Linked DNA regions of Zea mays: region 2 is linked to region 1. The links are chromatin contacts, called in public Hi-C maps. All regions are on one chromosome and are shown on one strand. The core of a region is the stretch at or near the end of the contact, and the rest is flanking DNA. Distances in the headings are between cores, read along the strand shown. Region 1 holds the start of LOC100280384. Region 2 holds the start of LOC103641376 (Embryonic flower 1-like protein).

Region 1 (2,700 bases), core at 102-2,601:
TAAGCCATATGCGAATGGCACATAGACATCGGCTTTCAACTGAGGTTTACCTCTGCGACGGTGCTTAGTATTTTTCTTCCATTGATCCCTTACTTTCCACGACTCGAAAAGAATCCTGAACCAAAAGATTCATGACATGTTACAACTTACAAGCCTTTGCCGTCGCATCTCCCATGCTTGCATGCTGTGTCCTGCAGACCCTGACGGCTCGCGGCGCCACCGCCACTGACACCAAACAAGGTCGATCCGGTTGCTCTCGACGAGTCCCTTGATGGACTTGTACCGAAGAACGTAGAGGTCATCAGCGACCAAGTCCACGACCTCCTCGCCTCTTCAAGGAGGGGGAGCGTCAAGGTCAGCAGAGCTTGAAGGGTGCAAGGCAAAGAGGTGGGTGGAGACGCGTGTTTGGGGCCGGGGCCACTTACATGTCATCTAGCTGGAACGCGCCTACGTCGCTCTTGGTCTTGCAGAAGACGAAGGTGTCCAGCTCAGGCTCCGGCACTGCAAAGACGGGTAGGGAGAAGAGCGTACGAGGAGCTGGATCTGCTCTCGGACGCGGGAAACGAGGGGCAAGTCGAAGCGGAGGATCTCCGGCGCGGCCTTCTCGTCGCGCCACGCCCGCTTGAGCAGCTCGACGTCCGTGGCCGCCGCCGCAGCAGCAGAGTCGTCGTCGTCGTCCCAGGAGGACATGGTCGTCTTGTTCCCCCTGTGTGTGTCCCTCTCTCGCTGGCGGCTCGGCGGATGCTGATGCCGACTACTCGGCGGGCGGGGGCGCTGTCGGTTCACTGCAGCCTGCAGGCGCGGCTCCTGGCGGGAATTTGGGGGCGCGCGCGCGGGGAGACCGCGGGAAACTCGCCATCTCTCTCTCTGTTTTTATTTTTCAGCGAAACCCAAGTTGGGCTAGACTAGTATGCTACCTGGGCCTTTTTGTCTTCTTTTTTTGGGCCTAGTAGGTTGGTTGCGCAGCTGAACTCGATCGGGTTCGGGTCGCGGCCCCGTCTTTTGAGGTGGGACCCACGAGTCACGGTCACAATCCAGTCCTGGTGGTCTCGCGCCTTCGTCCTGATCTCTCCCTGGTGGGCTGGAAAAAAAATATCAGACGCCGGTGGTGGTGGACTGCTGGTCCACCGTCCAGCGTCCACGCACACCCACGGGCCACGGCCCCAGCAGATTCCCCGAATCTTTGTCGCCCATCACAGAAAAGAAAAGAAACGCCCTCGACTTCCGGTCCGTCCGCACGCCCCGGCCAAAAATTCCCCAATCGCTCGTTTTCCACCGCCGCGGCGGGGCTAAATCGCCCGGTTTTCCCCAAGCCACCGTCGCTCCACGCCACCCCAGCGTCGCCGCCTCCACACGTTCGTCCCCGGTAACACCCGTTTTTATCCGTCCTACCACCCCGCACGCCCGCTCGCCTCCTCCTATCGTCGCATCTCTCCACGGCCGCGAGCAGCAATCGATGGTGGGGGACCTGTCCCTCCTCGCCGTCGCCTCCGCCTCCCCCGTCGTCCTCCCGCCTTCCAAGGTACGCGCGCGGGCCTCCTCCCCCCTCCCCCCCCCTCGCGCCCGGGCTGTCGTCGGTCAACTGCCTGTGCCGGTGGGGCGGGCGATGGCCGCCTGGTTCCTGACTGGTTCGGCTATGGCTTACCAGTTGCGATTTCGGTTCGCTGTGGCTGACGGATTCCGGGATTCGTGGTGTCACGATGAAACAGGAGCTCCATGGCGTGCTTCCTCTCCAGGGTAAGAGACCGCAGGACGCCGGCGTGCAGCTCTGCGCGCCGTTGCAGCAGCATCCGCCCCACCATCTAGAGGCGGTGCCTTACCACCAGGGCCAGCCCGTGCAGATGGTCGTGCCCGGCAACCATCAGGGACAGGCCCTCCCGGCGGCCTACCAGGCCATCACGATGCCCGACACGGCCGTGCTCATCGACGTGCAAGGTTCGTGTACTTATTGCGGCTGCTGGAGTGCTGGCTTCTCTTGCACATTATCATATCCTTACATAAGCCCTGTTTGGCACAACCGCTGCCGGCTAAAAAAGCAGCTTATCCGATAATCTGGTGAAAAACAACTTCTTACCTATTGTCTGCTTTTAGTCCATTCTGATAAGCAGCTGAATTAATAATCTGCTGTAGAAGCTCCATGTTTGATATAACTTCTGCTTAAATCTGTGAAGAAAAATATATGAAGAAGCTGAAAATAAGTTGTGCCAGACAGGTCCATAGTACCTTCTTTCGCAATTGAGTGATCTGAATGTCAGCTTCAGCTTAGGAGCCTAGGACTTCTAGAATAAATTGATGTGTGTTAGGGTGGGTCTAAGTTTGGTCGTTACCGGCCGTGGTGGAGCAGGCAATGGGTACTGACGGGCTCGATTCCAACACGGGTCGGTTCGACCAGTCAATCGATGGGCATGCCACGATCGCGTTAGAGTCGAACTGGTCAGTACCGACCTGCATGCTAGAGATCGGACGATATCGAACGCTTGTTGCCACGTGTCATCTCCTGATTGGATCGTGCCATTTTGAACATTTGAAGTTTAAAAAAATTCTAGATCCACCCTGTAACTAGAGGGCGGTGTTTGGTTTCATTCGCACCCGCACTCTCCAATTCACCTGTCTTCCCTTTGTATTGGAGTCTCCCACTATCTATTTTAATATGGATCCCAAGTGGAGTTCGGATTTCTAAACCTTCCCCGACTTGCCTAA
Region 2 (2,700 bases), core at 163-2,662, 460 kb before region 1:
AAACACTTGCCTCTAACAACTGCAGCTCATGTTGGTTTGTGTTATATAAATTATGAAATCGTATATGATATATAGAAACTATAGCGATGCATATGGGCAACTAACTAGTGTATTTATTAATTGATAGTAGAAGCGGAAAATCTCGCAAATGAACCCCGTACAATGTTTTCTGGAGATATCATCCAAGTATAATATATTGAATTACGTATCGATCCAATGGCTTTAATAGGTAGAGATGGAGATGCATGTAGGTTGGACGAATTCGAGTGAGAACCCTTGATCAACGTCCCGTAGGCGATGGGTAGCTAGATATAACTTAATTAATACTTGCAGAGTTTCAATGAAAGAATCAAAATTTGATTTGAGAATTAAATATAGTCATAGAATTGAAGGCTCATGACGTAGATTTACCTGGATCTGCTAGCTCTATCATATCAATAGTAAGGCATGTTAGCTGGATGCCACCGAAAAAGATAAGATTCGGGGCACTTAATTAATGCCCCACCAACGTCAGATTATATGGCAATGACTGTTTGCAATGTATCTTTTGGGATTAATAGAGAAATGAGTGGGAAAAAGAGTCTTAGTGAAATTAGTATATGGTATTGCCATGACAATTGAATTACGTCTCGATCCACTGGCTATAACGGATAGATGGAGATGTAGGCTAGGTGACTTCATGTGAGGATCCCTGATAAAGCTTCTGTAGGCGATGGGCATATGGCTACATCTAACTTACTTGCTAAGCTTTCACAACGGAATCAAAATTTGATTTCCAAATTAAATATAGTTGCAAGATCTAAGGCATACAACATGGATTTACCTGGATATGTTATTAACTTCATGACATCAACAAGAAGGCATGTTAGCTGGACTACCACTAGGAAAAATTCGGTTGAGGTGCTTAATTAATGACCCTCCAACGTCATGTTAGCTGGCAATGGTTGTTGGCTATGTATCTGACAGCTAGTTTCGATTAACAGAAGAGAGTGGGACAAGAAGTCTTACTGAAATTAACAAGAATGTGTAGAAAGCTGGCTTATGATGTGTGAATTTACTTGGATCTGCTAGCTTTAGGATATCAACCTGGGAGCATGTTAGGTGAACAACCACTAGGAAGTACTAGGTTGGTGCGCTTTAGACTAATGTTCCGCCAACATCAAGTTAGCTAGCAATGATCATTAGCGATGTATATGATAACTAGTTGGGATAAATAGAAGAGGCAAGTGGGGCAGAGAGTATTACTGAAATTATCAATAGTGTATAGAAGCTAACTAATGGTGTGGATTTACCTGTATATGCTATCTTTAGAATATCACCAGGGAGGCATGTTAGTTGGACTGCCACCAGGAAAGATCGGGTATTGGGGTGCTTAATAATAATTGTCCCACCAGCGTAAGGTTAGCTGTAATGACCGTTGGTGGAGTTTCCGACTATTGGGTTTAATAGAGAAGAGGCAAGTGTTGGCCTTACTAAAATTAATAAGGTTGTATAAAAAGTTAACTTATGATGAGGATTTACCTGTATCTAAGCTTTATGATATCAATAATGCAACATGCTTGCTGGACTACCACTAGATAAAGATCGAGTTGTGGTGACTAAGCAATGTCTGCTAGCACCCTTAGGTTAGCTGGCAATAACATTTGGTGACATATTTGACAACTACGGTTACAAAAAAGACAAGTGGGATAGGGAATCCTACTGAAATTAACATGGGTGTATAGAAGCTGGCTTATGCTGTGAATTTGTCTATATCTTCCAACTTGCCGATATCAATACCGAGTCATGCTGACTAGTTAAACCACCACTAAAAAAGATTGAGTTGGAGTGCCTACTCCATATAATGCCAGTGTGAGAGTTAATTACTCATAGTCAGATAGTGGAAACATATTGGTAGTTGAGATGATTTTTGGAGACATACTGATAGTGGAGATGGAAGAGCGATGGAGTGGTGAAACTAAATGATGTTAATTACAAATAAGAGTGTGTATAGAAGCTGGAAAATTGACGATGGATGTATAATTTTGATGAGAGGAGCATAAATTGTATTGATAAGGAAAGGTAGGGTGGTAGAGAGAATAGGGAGGACTATGGCTAAAAGGAATAAATTGCTCTAGCTAGATGATAGGATATAAGATCCAACAATTAAACATGAATGTATTATGCAAATCTCAAAAAATTTGATTTGAAAAAAAGAAGCAAAATTTACCTCATAAATAAATGGACACCTAAGTTAAGAAGTTTATATGAAGGACTAAAAGACTTATTTGAATGAATGACTTGGTTTTTAGCGGTAACTAAAACTAACAATCAGCAATGCATTTAAACTACTAGAACGTTAGTTTGTTTTTTTTTCCTTTACACACACACATATACATATACATACATATATATTTGCAAATAAAATTATATTAATTTACACTGTTTGGCTATAGATTTGGTTCAACTTTTTTTGATTATTTTAAAGAAATATGTTCGTTTAATAACTAGCAAAATACACAATCCTATTATAGACAAATTCGTTTATCACTTTCTTATATATATTCTTCGGCGCGGCGCATGCATAACTGCACATTTTGTTCTTATCTTATGCTACGTTGCGCACTGAAGCGTGTTGTGTGGATCCATTGATAGAACTACTACTCCAAGCAAGGTATCTTTTTTTTTTGTTGCAAATAATCTTGCCTTTCTACTTTTCAT

What was found. Hi-C and Micro-C count contacts between places; a contact is called where the count stands out from the background.
Region 2: a Hi-C map of leaf shows a contact between it and region 1, with 6 times the contacts expected there. The contact joins the promoter of LOC103641376 here to the promoter of LOC100280384 in region 1.

The regions. Positions count from the first base shown.
Region 1 is chr10:90,418,012-90,420,711 of Zm-B73-REFERENCE-NAM-5.0, reverse strand. It overlaps LOC100280384, which reads left to right and starts at 1,351. Exons shown (of 5, transcript NM_001153309.2): 1 at 1,351-1,522; 2 at 1,710-1,935. The coding sequence starts at 1,457. It also overlaps the pseudogene LOC100384025.
Region 2 is chr10:90,880,865-90,883,564 of Zm-B73-REFERENCE-NAM-5.0, reverse strand. LOC103641376 (Embryonic flower 1-like protein) reads right to left here and starts at 1,412. Exons shown (of 5, transcript XM_008664727.3): 1 at 1-1,412.